Regions from separate parts of the Sus scrofa genome. Here all the other regions are linked to region 1. A link is a contact called in public HiChIP or PLAC-seq data. All regions are on one chromosome and are shown on one strand. Each heading gives the region's core, a stretch centred on a gene start, on an enhancer-like site or on the middle of the called end of the contact. The rest is flanking DNA. Distances are from core to core; before and after follow the strand shown.

Evidence for each region. HiChIP or PLAC-seq counts read pairs in DNA pulled down with a chosen protein or histone mark.
Region 2: a contact with region 1 is called in an H3K27ac HiChIP or PLAC-seq map of alveolar macrophages. The contact joins two enhancer-like sites. A contact is called at or near these places in 18 of 47 Hi-C or Micro-C datasets (adipocytes, blood, embryonic fibroblasts and 12 more) and 2 of 2 datasets of contacts at active chromatin or transcription factors (alveolar macrophages and skeletal muscle).
Region 3: a contact with region 1 is called in an H3K27ac HiChIP or PLAC-seq map of alveolar macrophages. The contact joins the promoter of MYH9 here to the enhancer-like site in region 1. A contact is called at or near these places in 3 of 5 promoter capture datasets (fetal liver and liver), 21 of 47 Hi-C or Micro-C datasets (alveolar macrophages, blood, brain and 13 more) and 2 of 2 datasets of contacts at active chromatin or transcription factors (alveolar macrophages and skeletal muscle).

Annotation. Positions count from the first base shown.
Region 1 is chr5:11,286,320-11,291,011 of Sscrofa11.1, forward strand. It overlaps a transcript of TXN2 not described here. Among named protein-coding and RNA genes, the nearest start is that of TXN2, 24 kb to the left of the region's middle. Within about 2 kb of position 2,587, at least 62 of the 83 cell types and tissues checked have an H3K27ac peak or open chromatin away from gene starts, as enhancers often do. A contact at or near this core is called in alveolar macrophages, embryonic fibroblasts, epiblast stem cells and 7 more, where this site is marked.
Region 2 is chr5:11,382,157-11,386,848 of Sscrofa11.1, forward strand. The region is part of intron 1 of MYH9 (myosin-9); the gene reads left to right. Among named protein-coding and RNA genes, the nearest start is that of MYH9, 19 kb to the left of the region's middle. Within about 2 kb of position 2,280, at least 27 of the 83 cell types and tissues checked have an H3K27ac peak or open chromatin away from gene starts, as enhancers often do. A contact at or near this core is called in alveolar macrophages, where this site is marked.
Region 3 is chr5:11,362,718-11,367,409 of Sscrofa11.1, forward strand. MYH9 (myosin-9) reads left to right here and starts at 2,886. Exons shown (of 45, transcript XM_021091538.1): 1 at 2,886-3,106.

The sequences.
Region 1 (4,692 bases), core at 1,337-3,836:
AAAAAAAAAAAAAAAAAAAGCTCGGGGACAATGGCACGGACCGGGGAGGGGGTGGAGGTGGGGGTCCTCTGAGACTAGGGTTTGGAACTTGATCTAGAGTGACCAGCCATCCTGGTTTGCCTGAGACTGAAGGGGGTTCCAGGGACACGGGATTTTGGGTGTCTTACTCTGCCATCCACTGCGTAGCGGGTAAGTCATCACTTTTGCACGCCTGCGTCAGAGGTTCACCTGGACTCTGTCATGCCATGAAGCTCCCAGGAGGCTAAGGAAGGAAAGTTAGAAGGGGAGTTCCTGGAGTTCCTGTCGTGGCTCAGTGGTTAATGAATCTGACTAGGAACCATGAGGTTGCGGGTTTGATCCCTGGCCTCGCTCCGTGGGTTAAGGATCCGGCATTGCTGTGAGCTGTGGTGTGTGTGTAGATTGCAGGCATGGCTCGGATCCTGCGTTGCTGTGGCTCTGGTATAGGCCGGTGGCTACGGCTCCAATTAGATCCCTACCTTGAGAACGTCCGTATGCCGTGCTTAAAAAAAATAAGGGGAGTTCCTGCTGTGGTGCAGTGGGTTAAAAATCCTATTGTGTTGGCTCAGCTCGCTGTGGAGGCTTGGGTTTGATTGCTGGGTTAAAGGAGCCGGCGTTGCTGCAGCTGTGGCATAGGTCGAAGCTGCAGCTCAGATTTAATCCCTGGCCTGGGAAGTTCCATATGCTGTAGATGCAGCCGTGAAACAAAAAGAGAAAGCTAGAAGGTGCTACATCCTAGCAGATGTGAGATTTATTTTCTCATCGTGAGTGGTGACCACCAGCATCCTGGTGTGAGAGCTTCTCCTCGCCTTCCCATCACTGCCAGAAAGTCACTCATTCACCACCAATGAAAAGCCAGCACCTCCTAGGCGCCAGGCACTGGATGTGCACAGGCGGAGAAGGAAAAGCCCAGCCCTCACAGAACCCAGGGTGCACGCATGAGTATTTAGAACACAGTAGGATGAATTTGTTCAACACAGCTTTTCATGAGCAGCCACTGTGAGCATTGTACAGACATGAACTCATTGGACCCTCAAAAATAACACAGTGAGGTGGGCATTTTTTTATTCTCAGTTTGCAGATGAAGAAATCAAGGCTCAGAAAGATTAATCAGTAGATGTTAGGGGAAGGACACTAAAAGGTACCTTCTTGAAGGATGAATGTATATCTGAGTGTGTGCAAGGGAAGGACTTTCTAGGAGGGAAGCATGGAACAGCATGATGCCTCCAGGGAACAGCAGGGTCAGTGGTCCGTGTACTGAGCTGAGAGGGTCAACACTGGAGAGGCGGATAGTTTTCCACTTCTTTCCTTCTAGGTTCTTTGGCTGGTATATTGATATAAGATAGATTAATAGGAGAAAGACAAACCCAGGTTTACTAACACGTATATAGCTTCTGTGTGCATGGGAGAGACCCAGGAAACAGAGTAGCTATCCGAATGGCCAAAGCCATCACCTTAAACACAAAAGATGCTGGGGGTGGGAAGTCAGTTATGGGAGGTTCCCAGGCAAAGCACAGTAAAAGAGAGCGAGGTTCTTATGCAGATTTAAACCCTTATCTTCTCCTGGAGAAGAGTTTCTAAAATTTAGAGCCATCCTACTCTCCCTCCCACAGAGAGGGAGGCACACTTACAAATAGAAATTTCCCTTATAAATGTAAATGTTTCTTACAAAAAGGTAACTTATGCTCAGTTTTCATAGTTTCTCTCACATCTGCTCTTCTAAAAAAAAAAAAAAAAAAAAAAAAAAAATAGCCAGCTTAAAATAATCAGTATACCGGCGTTCCAGTTGTGGCTCAGCAGGTTAAAAACCCAACTAGTATCCATGAGGATGCAGGTTTGATCCTGGGCCCTGCTCAGTGGGTTAAGGATTCAATCTCTAGCCCGGGAACTTCCAAATGCCCAGGTTCACCTCCCTCAAAATAAAAGTCAATACACAGTCAGCAAAGCCTGTGGGCGCCTGAGAGGCTGTGAAGGGCTTTAATGAGTGGACTGGAGGTCACAGAAGAGCAAAGGACAGAGCAACTGAAAAGGGTCGAGGTTGTAAGAAGAATTTGGAGGGAGAAAACAGCAGGCCAGGTGACCAGCGCCCTGACTCACGCTGGACGCTTTCTCTTAGGTTTAGTCTTGTCCCACCAAGAAGGGTTCAGTCAACTGAACTCTTCCAGTGGATCCATGGCTGATGTTTAGCCAGGCCCAGGGCTGAGCCTGGGGTTACAGAGACTTCCCCAGTGCCAGTTAAGAAAAAGTGCCCACTCGGGGTAGCCGTGCCGCTCGGTGAGTGAGTGCTGCTCCAAGGTGAGCTCACTAAAGGTTCCCTCGTTGCCCCCAGGTGCTCCAGTGAGGATCTGTGACCTTTAAGGGGAAGAAACCTGCCCACAATCGCAACGGGAGTCAATCAAGTTCAGCCCAGGTAAGACGGGGCTGGCGCGGGTCTCAGCCCGGAGACCGGGGCCGGGGGAGCCCCGGGGCACTTGGGGGCACCACTGCAGGGGCGCGCCCTTGCGGAAAGTGTTCTGGCAGAGGTTCCGTCGGGCTTCGGGGCGGGGTCGGCCGGGTGGGACGCCCCGCCCCGCCCGCGCCGCGCCTGCCCATATAAGGTGAGCGCGGCCCCAGCGCCCTGGGAGAGCGGTTGTCGTCACCTGCGTCCGTCGGTTCGGTTCCCCCGGCGGCGGCGCAGCCCGCCCGCCCGCCCCGGGCATCCTTCCAAGGCCGCGCCCCCCAGCGCCTTCCTGCCGGGAAGCGCCGCCCCGCCTCGCTTTGCCTCTCCGTCTGGAGAGGCTGCCCTGGGGCATCGGCTCACATTAGGGCACTCAGGACTCGGACCGTGCCCGGCCCAGCCCGGGTCTGCGCACCTGCGGGTCCTGGAACTCGCCGAGCGAGCAGGCAGGGGTGGGTTTGGCCGAAAGTTAGAGAAGAGGGTAGTGCTGGGCTTCCGGAAAGCCAGGAGTAGAGTGGGAGGAAAGTCAGCCTCCTTTCAAGGATGGCCCAACCCGTCGGGCGCCTGCTAAGTGCCTGGCATCGAGCTCAGTTAAAAAAAAAAAAAAAAAAAAAGTTAATTGCTTCCACTAACTTGCATGGTATGGCTTAGTAAGAGCAATCACTCAAGAATCACAGGACTTGAGTCAGAATATTGCTATATTGCTTACTGGATCCGCCCAGGGGTAGGAAGTAACCCGAATCCTTGGTGTCTGAGTTCAGCCTTGGTCCCCGGTCTTGTTTGTCAATGTTAGGGGGGCATGGGTACAGTTTTTAAAAGCAGCGATGTGCTTATTTTTCTGCGTTGCAGTAAATCCTGGTTAGCATTAGGGAGAATGTCTTTTGCTGGATTTCTTTAACACATCCTTAAGCAATTTTTTTTTTTTTTTTTTTTTTAAAGCAAAGGAAAGATAGATCCCAGACTGGGAGCCTTGGGCAAGAGATAGGAGCTAGGTAAATTTAAAATTAAAAACACATGAGTTGTGTGTGTGTGTGTGTGTGTGTGTGAGATGATTTAAGAGTTTCCATTGGGAGTTTAGAATGACTTTGGCACTTGGCTTTCTATATATAGCTGGTGGTGACATAGTCCTTTAATATTTTTAGTATGAAAATGTTCACACATACAAGGGCATAGAGAATAATAGTACAGTGTTCACTTTCAAAATACATGCATGTTTTAACATGTGAACCGATTTTATTAAAGTATATTTGATTTACAATGTTGTGCCAATTTCTGCTGTACAGCAAAGTGACTCAGTTATATATATATATATATACTTTTTTCTTTTTCTGTCTTTTGTCTTTTTAGGGCCGCATCCACAGCATATGGAAGCTCCCAGGCAAGGGGTCTAATTGGAACTGTAGCTGCCGGTCTACACCACAGCCACAGCAACACTGGATTCAAGCCGCGTCTGCGACCTACACCACAGCTCACGGCAATGTCGGATCCTTAACCCACTTGAGTGAGGCCAGAGATCAAACCGGCGACCTCATGGTTCCTAGTCAGATTCATTTCCGCTGTGCCACAATGGGAACTCCTATGTTCTTTTTTTAATATTCTTTTCCACCATGGTCTATCCCAGGAGACTGGATGTAGTTCCCTGTGCTGTACAGTAGGACCTTGTTGTTTATCCATCCGAAATGTAATAGTTTGCATCTGCTAACCCCAAACACGCAGTCCATCCCACTTCCGCTCCATCCCTTGGCAGCCACAAGTCTCTTCTCTTCTCCATGTCTGTGAGTCCGTTTCTGTTCCATAGATCGGTTCATCTGTGCCATAGTTTGGAGTCCACATATGAGTGATATCATGTGGTATTTGTCTTTCTCTTTCTGACTTACTTTACTTTGTATGAGAATCTCCAGTTCCCTCCACGTTGCTGCAAATAGCATTATTTTGTTCTTTTAATGGCTGAGTCGTATTCCATTGTGTATATATACCACATCTTCTTAATGCACTCATCTGTCCATGGACATTTAAGTTGTTTCCATGTCTTGGCTATTGTGAATAGTGCTGCAATGAACATAGGGGTGCATTCTTCTTTTTTTTGGGGGGGGGGCATACCCCCAGCATATGGAAGTTCCCAGGCTAGGGGCCTAATTGGACCTGCAGCTGCCAGCCTACACCACAGCCACAGAAATGCCAGATCTGAGCTGTATCTGTGACCTACACTGTAGCTCACAGCAATGCTGGATCCTTAA
Region 2 (4,692 bases), core at 1,030-3,529, 96 kb after region 1:
AAATAAGCAGCCAGCGGGCAGGTTTCTGCCGAAGGACGTGGTGAGGTCATCCTTGTGGCCACACTTCCTGCTCAGGGACAGCTGGGTCGGCCGGCCTTTCAGACGCGGGTGCCACCGCAACCTACTCCAGCGACTGTAACCTAGCTTTTCCATGAAGTGTGACATAGGCGGGTTTTAGCTTCCCCCAGGCAGCGCCCACATGTGGGCCGTTTTCCCTGGAGGCTGAAGGCCCCGGGATGCGGCTTGTCTGCAGGGCTTCTCTGGAGAGCCTGGCTCTGTGCTCTGTGCAGCCTGTGTGCCCAGGGCTGGCAGCCTGCTGACTCGTTTGAGAACAGGCCTAAGGGCTGGAAGCAAGGAAGAGAGCCAGTTTGCCGTCCAGTTTGGGATTTTTGTTTCTGCCGCCCTGGGTGATCAGAACAGCCCGGGGTGAGGGCCTCCTGTGCCCACAATCCCAGATTCCCCCCCACTCCCCACCCAGACTCACTTTTGGGTTGTCCTGACCGCACCTCTTTTGTGAACCTGCCTGACCCTCTGGAGGAGAGAGAAGGAGGAAGATCCTCTCAGGTCAGTTCATATTGCTTTGGTGGAGAAGGAGGCCCCTTTTTTTTTTTTTTTTGACATTTAATGAGAAGGAGGCGCTTGAGCTGGTAACCAGGGGGCTCCTGGAAATCTGTGGACTGCACCCGAGGGTCTCTGTGACCCCCGAAGATGGTACCCAAAGGGCTCACCGCCTTCAACCAATTCTCAAAGGCCTCCTTGATGGCTGGAAGTGTTAAAAACCCACTGAGATGAGGACTTTGGGTTTCCTGTTTACAGAGCATGCGTGCGTGAGAACAGATGCGCAGTCAGCAGGCTATCATCAGGCAGGAGGGCCTGTTCATTATGGGGTCAGGCGACACTGCCCCAAGGGTATAAATGTGTGGAGAACACCTTTCTAGGGCTGTGGCTGTCCTCTCCCTTCCGATCTGTGTTGAGCCTTTAAGGTCACATGACTTCTGGGCCGCTCTTCCCTGTGGGGTTGGGCCTTGAGCTCTGAGTGGTGATGTTTTGTTTGCAGTAGATTTGATCTCTTGTTACTCGGCACACTCAGGAAGCTGGGCTCTTCTTTCTTTCTGTCCTTGTGATCTTCCACCTGGACTCCGAGTCCTTAAAGAATGTTTCCAGATCCAGGCAGGTCACTGCAGCTCCCTGAGCCCCTGTCTCTGGTGGGGGGCAGGGAAGGGGGTGGGGCCGCCGGCTGCCTGCCGTGGCTTTGTTGAAGTTGTCAGGGTCAAACGAGGGGGCCCGTGGGAGATGATCCGTCCAACCCATGTCAGGTGACCAGGCCACTGCCACTGCCAATTTACCTGCTTGAGGTTTGACAGCCTCCATCCCTACCTCTGGAACCCCACTTTGGCTTTGGACTTGAACTTCACTGTGTGACTTTGGGCACCATGTGCCCTTTGGACCAGTCTGAGCCTCATCTGCCCAGTGAGGGTTGAGTTGGATGGGTGTTTTTCAGACTCGTCAGTTGAGATGGTGGGTTGTGAGATTACTGGTGGCAACCAGTAGTTTTAGAAATTAAATAGGATGGCAAATACCAGAGTACATAGTGTGTGTACATATCATCTTGTGAGGCTTTTGTGTGGCATGTTTGTATTTGTGATACAATTTTTTTTTTTTTTTTTTGTCTTTTGTCTTTTTTGTTGTTGTTGCTATTTCTTGGGCTGCTCCCGCGGCATATGGAGGTTCCCAGGCTAGGGGTTGAATCAGAGCTGTAGCCACCAGCCTACGCCAGAGCCACAGCAACGCGGGATCCGAGCCGCGTCTGCAACCTACACCACAGCTCACGGCAACGCTGGATCCTTAACCCACTGAGCAAGGGCAGGGACCGAACCCACAACCTCATGGTTCCTAGTCGGATTCGTTAACCACTGCGCCACGACGGGAACTCCTGTGATACAATTTTTAAAATTAATTTTTCTACCGTGGCTTGAGATGTTTAGAAAAATGTTGGCGTCCCCCAGGATGCAGTGCTCTGGTGGGGCGGTCGTGGCGGGGGGGCTCTTTCAGCTCTGAGTTGAGTGCTTCCCACCTGCGGGTCTGAGCTGAACTGGGACTCTGCCACCACCGCAGCCGAGCCTGTACATGGAGTCCCTTGCAAGATCAAACTCTTTTAAAGTTCTTTACAAAATTCTGGGAAACGAGCTGCATTCCTGGGGCGGAATAAATCACGTCAAGTGAGGCTGGGCAGGATGTGACTTCAAACCCTGAAGTGGGCTGTGTGAGGGCCGCGCTTGTGACTGACTCATTATGAGCCAGCTTAGCGGGCGACACCGACTCCTGGAGGGAGGAGGCAAGGGTGTGGGGGAGGGGAGCCGGTGGCCCCGGGTGCTATCAAGCCCCGCTGCTCCTGCAGCTCACTTTGGTCCCCACTGTAGTTCCGTGAGTGGAGTGGTCCTCTGACCACATTGCAGGGACGTGCCGTCAGCTCCATCTGCAGGGGGCTACACCGCTGCACGCCCTTCTGTCCTCACCGCGGCCCTGGGGGGCAGCTGGCAGCATCCCCGTTTTACAGATGGAGAAGCCCAGGCCCCAGGGTCCCTGTTCTCTTAGTAAAGTGGTGGGTCTGCAGCTTCCAGGCCAGTCTGGCTGCCTCCTAAGTCTGCCTCTTTCTAAGACGCCTTCCGAAAAGGTCATGAATAAGTTATCACCACTTGGCAGGTCTCTCTCCCTTTCAGAGTCGACTTAAATGACTGCTCGATCAATCCAGGAAGATCGTTGACCTTCTGGCCAGTCCTGCGTCTCTTAGAAACAAAACGGACATTAGTGTACATCAGCTTTAGCTGGAAGGGGGACTGAGAAGACTGAGAACCGTGATCATATATGATCCTGGGTGGCCACAGAGAAGGCTCAGCCCATTCTGGGCCTTTCCTGCCTTGTCTGCTAAAGAGAGTCTGTCACTTGGGTTTGGAAAATAAGATGCAGGATTACTGGGCTTAACCTTAGGCCCTTGAAGAATGGGTGGCAGAGAGTCTGCTGGGCGTGGTCCTTGAAGTTTGGAATTTTGGGGAGACTGGAACCTTCCCCATGTTTTCAGGTCATAATGTATTGCTCAGTCCCTACGCAGGCGGGCCCATGATGGCCTTAAGCTCTCAGCCCAGCAGGAATGGGATCGAGATGGCTGTTGGTGGTAGTGGCTACGATACTCAGGGATTTTGTTTGTTTTTTGGATCATTTAAACGTTACTCAGAATAACCAGCTGCCAAAGGCCCGGTGGGTCCCGGGCTGAGTGGTCTTCATAATTGTCTTTCATTTCTGACCCCGGATTGGTTTCTCGGCCACCGTGCTGTGGACTCAGGAAACCAGCCTGTTGCACTTTCCCATAGAGACAGCGGCTGTATAATTAAATCTTCTCAGTATGGTTATTTTTCTGCGTTGGGTCTCAGCAAACTGTGTTCACATGCTTGGGGAAAGAAAAACTGTCCTATCAGCAGAACCGAAGGGAAGGAATAACTTCACTGCAGGAATCCGAAGGTTCTCGTGTGTGAAGCTCTGCTAGGCTGGGGCGGGGGTGGGGGCGGGGGGGGGTGCTCTCTGCGGGAGGGCACGGTGATGTGTTCAGTGTGCAGTTCCTGACGGGAAGGAAGCCAAGCAGTTCTGTCACCCTTGTGAAACCTGGAGTGCATGGGGGGGTGGGGTGGGGGAGTGATAATCTGTACCTGACTGCTTGGGAGGGGGGCCCCACCCCCATTTCTGAAAAGACTTCCCTGCACTTTCTCTTGGGCAGCTGAGTAGAAGCTCCTTACCAAGTAGGTGAGGCACATGTGTGATCTCACTGCACAAATATTGAGCCAATTAAAAGCAAAGTCAAGGTCCAGCGCAGACAGACGACTGAGCCATAGGTCCAGCCAGCGGCTGCCTGCCTGGCCTCTTCCCTGTAAAAGAGAGCTGCATTGCTGAGAGCTGCATTGCTGATGTGCCTGACACCAGACAGGAGGGCCTAGGAGGGAGCAGCTGCTCTCCTGGACGGCCGGCTTCCCGAGGACACAATGCGAGCTGCGAACCCAGGCGTCCTCAACAGTCTAGTTCACTTCCACACGCACGGGCGGAGGCTCCTGACCCTCTCTGAGTGTGGAGTAGAGGGCCCATCCTCGCCTTCAGGAAGTTCTAGGGCCCTTGGGGACAAGCAGAGAGGGCTGTGGTTCTGGGACAGGCAGACTGTGCTGGAGCAGGCCTGCGGGCGGAGAGGGCGAGAGGGATAACGCACTGGGTGTTAGGAAAGGCTGCCTGGGTGAGTGGGGATTGTGATGGAGCCAAGACTGTCCCCTGGGGAGCCGAGGCCAGAATGAGAGTGTCCGGCAGGGGACGAGAAGTGGGGCTGGAAAGGTAGTTGGAGGCCTTGTTGAGGGAAGGCCCTGGGGTCTTTCTCTTTAGGTGGGAGGGACCATCATGCTGCCTATGGTAGAATTCTTGAATAGCAGAGCCGTGTTGCAACTCTTAACTGCTTCCTGCCCCGTGAGCTGATTCTTTAAGACCCTACCTGGTGGGGAGTTCCCGTTGTGGCTCAGTGGTAACGAACCCATGAGGACATTGGTTTGATCCCTGGCCTTGCTCAGTGGGTTAAGGATCTGGTGTGGCTGTGGCGTGGGCCAGCAGTTGCAGCTCCAGTTAGACCCCTAGCCTGGGAACTCCCCCCGCCCCCCAAAAAGG
Region 3 (4,692 bases), core at 1,636-4,135, 77 kb after region 1:
TTTTCTTTTCTTTTTTTTAGGAAACATATGCTCTCTGAGACCTGGTCAAACATCCACCAAGGACCATTTTATGCCAAGCCTTGTGTTACTTCTGGGTCCACAGAAGCAAATAAGATATACTTCCTATCTGTCCTCAGGCAGCTCCCAGCTTGGGCAGAGGAAGCAGTAAGTAAATGGATAATTAAAACCTAGTGTGTAAGTGCTACGAGAGAGAGAAACGCACGATGCTCTGGGAATACAAAGGATGGGGCATCTAACCAGACCAGACTAGAGGGTCAAGGAAGACGTTTTGGAAGAGGTGACTTAAAAGTGAGTCTTTTTCTTCCATTTTTGAAAAAAAAAAATCGTGCAGGTGATATATGTGTTAGAAATACAGAGAAGCGAAAGGAAACAACGGTTGAAATCCTTCTGCCCAGATGTAGCCCTTACTTGTACTTTGCTATAATGCCTTTTAAATCTCATTCTCTCTCTGAGACATATGTCTATTTACACACACATCAGACAGCCCTAACACACACACAAACATGACACAAAAATCCAGTGCAATTCTGCTGTAATAGCACTCTGTAATTTGCTCTTCCTCATTTAGTATATTTTAAATCAGTAAATAGAAACCTGTAAACACTCTTCAATGACCTTCTGGGAATTGTTCAACATATGATGATCATATTTTATTCAGTCTTTTACATTACACATTTATTTCCAATATTTAATGACTATAAACAATGTTGCAAAGAAGAACTTTTAAGCCCATCTTGGTGCATTTTCCCAGTTATTATTTTGTGGTTATCAGAGAAAACTGATCAATTTACCTTTCATTCTGTATCTCTAGAGCTAACAGTGGGTATTTTTATTCTTTTTAAAAAATTTGAGGAGTTCCGTCGTGGCAGAGTGGTTAACGAATCCGACGAGGAACCATGAGGTTGCAGGTTCGATCCCTGGCCTTGCTCAGTGGGTTAACGATCTGGTGTTGCCGTGAGCTGTGGTGTAGGTCACAGACGTGGCTTGGATCCTGCGTTGCTGTGGTTGTGGTGTAGGCTGGCAGCTGTAGCTCTGATTTGACCCCTAGCCTGGGAACCTCCATGTGCCGAGGGAGCAGCCCTAGAAAAGGCAAAATGACAAAAAAAAAAAAAAAAAAAAAAAAATTGATAGGTGAAAAATGGCATCCCATCTAGTTGTGTTTGCATTTTAGATGACTAATTTTTTCGTAATTACTGGCCATGTATATTTCTTTTTCTTTTTTATATAATGATTTTTATTTTTTCATTATAGCTGCTTTATAGTGTTCTGTCAATTTTCTACTGTACAGCATGGTGACCCAGTTATACATACATACATATAGATTCTTACTTCTTTTTATTTATTTATTTAGTCTTTTTGCTATTTCTTTGGGCCGCTCCCACAGCATATGGAAGTTCCCAGGCTAGGGGTCGAATCGGAGCTGTAGCCCTCGGCCTACGCCAGAGCCACAGCAACTCGGGATCCGAGCCGCGTCTGCAACCTACACCACAGCTCACAGCAACGCAGGATCGTTAACCCACTGAGCAAGGGCAGGGACCGAACCCGAAACCTCATGGTTCCTAGCCGGATCCGTTAACCACTGAGCCACGACAGGAACTCCTTACTTCTTCTTTTTAAGTCATCTTTTTCTTTTCGGTCATTTTTATTTTGGAGTTATTTACTTATTTATTTTTTAATGGCCGTAGAAGAGTTCTTTACACATCATTGATAATAATTCTTTGTCACAGAGTTGCAAAATCTGTTTTCCAGTTTTCTCTTGACTTTAGATCGCACTTCTTTTGAAGTTCATTTGGAAGAATAGTTTAGTCATGATCGGAAGAACATTCCAAAAAGAAAGAGTAATGAGAAATTTGCCCCTTTAGATATATAATGTATTATGAAGCTACCATCCTTAAAGCATTGTGGAACTGGCACAGGAACACACAGAAAGATCAATGGATACACCTCAGAAATAGATCCAAGAATATATGAGTTCGGTAGGTGGTGATGGTGTGTGGACAGCTGGCTATCACAAAAATTATGTTAGATTTCTTTCCCACTTCAAAATCAGAATGAATTCCAAATGGATTAAAAATGTAAACAATTCTTTTAAAAATTAAAAAATTTAATCCTCTTGTAGGCAGAAACCGAAAAAAAAACAAAGTGTGCTTTGCCTACCTAGGAAAAAAACCTAAGAAAACATTTTGCAAAAATATCTGAAAGGAAGATAGAGGTAAAGAGCAGCACTCCAGGCTGAGGGAACCCGTTTGAGCAACGGTCTGGAGGCTGAAAGACTCCCGGCCCACTCTAAAAAGAGGGTCAGGGATCGAACTCAGGGCTCCCACAACGGATCCAGGGCTGAGTCCATGTCCGCCCCCACAGGCCATCTTAATTGTAAAACAGCACTTTTCCCATATATGGTACTTCATATGTGTTCTGGTAGGATGACATGGGTCACGGAAATCAGCTCGCGGGGCGGGGTGTCAGAATCCCGGACCTTCCCAGCCTCCTCCCGCCCCACCTCGCCCTGGCTCGGGCAGTGCACCAAAATCCCGGCCTGGAGCCCGCTGAGAGTCTCCTCCTCCTGATTGGACTCTCACTGTGTCAATCCGGTTCCTGGAACCTGGATGCTCTTTGGTTCCGCCCTAGGGGGCGGGGCTCGCGCCTAGGAAGCGCGGGGGAAGGTGCAGAAGGCGGAGGTGGGGGCGGATGGGGAGGATGAATCCCACCCCTCTGGCCCCACAGGCTCCTCCCGCCTCCTTCTTACAGGTCCAGGTGCCTGTCCATCTTAACCACAAGCGGGCTGGAGTGGGTGCAACAGCCTGGGGGGCGTGTACGTCCCTCCAGGCTCCGCCCCACAGCCGGCGCTGGGCTCCGAATGGGCGGGCACTGCGAGGGCGGGGCGGGAAGGAGGCGAGGAGCTGAGCAGGGTGCGGTGAGGCGCGCAGATCACCGCGGTTCCTGGGCAGGGCACCGAAGTCTGAGCGAGGCTGACCTGCTGCAGCTCCCGCCTCGCGCGCTCGCCCCACTCCACTGTCGCCTGAGCTCTAGAGAAAGCCCTCTCGGGAGAAGCAGCTTCAGTTCCCTCGGGCAGATCCAGGTTCAGGTGAGCTAGCCCCACCGGCGGGTCCCGCCCGGGCAGGCGGGCGGGGGCGGGGGCGACGGGAAGCGCGGCGTCTGGAGCAAGCCGGCAGACCTGTGGTTCTCGGCCGCCTCGCGGCCAGTGACCGACTTGGGCGGGCACGAACGCTGCGGGGCCCGGCCGGGGCACTGCATCCTTCGCGGAGAGGGTCCGGGACCCTTGCGCGGGCGCTAGGGGACGGCGCCCCTGGAAGCGAGGCCTCGGGAGCAGAGGAAGTCTTCGGGGCCGGGCGCTCCCCGGAAACCCCCAATCCTCTCCACTCTCCCGTCGGCGCACTCCGCCTGCCGGGCACCCGGCAGCCTCGACCTACCCCAGCTGCCGGGGCACGGGCCCCGCCCTCGCCTCGCCCAGTGCCCAAGTTAGGCAAACTTTTTAACCCCTTCCGGGAGCCTCTGTGCCTCGGACCCAGCCGCGTGGGTGAGAGTAGGGAGGGGGGTCTTGGAGCCCGGGCTTCTTTGGAAGTTTCCAGGCGTTTTCGAAACCGAGGTAACGGACAGACAGGGACCGTTTGGCAGCTGTCAGGGCGTCCTACTGACTCAGAATCGGACAATCCTGCAGCAGACATTGAGCTCCGCTCAGTTTCCGCCCTCCGCTACCGACTTCCTTATTTGCCCGTCTGTGATCGGCAGGGGGAGGAGGGGGACCGGGCGAGGTGCGGGTGGGTGCACCGGGAAGAGGGACCTGGCGGGGATCCGGGCTCGAGGAAGGAAAGACTTGCCTTTCCCCCGCTGACCCTCATCCTTTGACTTATCCCCGGGAGAGACAGGCCCGGGAAGGCCCGCAGCCATCTCCGAGGTCCCGGCGCGCACCTGATTCCACCGCACCTGCGGGCCGACCCACCGGGGCGGGGGCGGGGAGAGCTGCTCCCAGCTCCTTCACGACCTGGCCTGGGCTGTTGCATCGTCCCTGTTTGGGCCAGATCCAGGGCTTTCTACTTATCCCCCACCCCCACCCCGTCAATTTCCCTGGGCTGGGTGCTCACCCCTTGCTGTCCTGGGGCCGCGCCCAGGGCAGGACTGCACCCCCCCCTCCCAGCTCTCCCAGAGCCCCGGCGTCTCAAACGGAGACCGAGAACCCCGCTGGACCACGTTGCCGGCTGTGTTGAGTTGGGGGCAGGGTGAGCGCTGGGGTTGTTGTCTGTGGCCCCACCCAGCCGGTGTGGGGAGAAGGTTCCTGGGAAGTCCCAGGTCCTGGAGACCGGCGGCTCTCTCCGCTGGGTAATTGAGAGGCCCAGTCACTTCTTGGTTCACTGCACCCTTTCCTGGCTTTAACAGGATTGCAAAGTAACTGTTGAGTAACTTGAAGGAGAAGAGCTATAGCGCCTTCCTGCAACACTGTGGCCGTTTCAGACTCTGCTGTCTACAACCCCAGTGGGTAGTTTATTCCCTTTTGGGAAGGAGGGAGGCTGCTTTAAGGCCTATTTAGACAATCGCTTGATTAATATTAGTCGGTTTATATACGAGGCTCCTGGGGTGGGGGAAGGGCACACAGATGTGTAATTGAGCAAATATTTAACGGGCTTCTCTGTGCCAGGGACTTTGCCAGGTGGT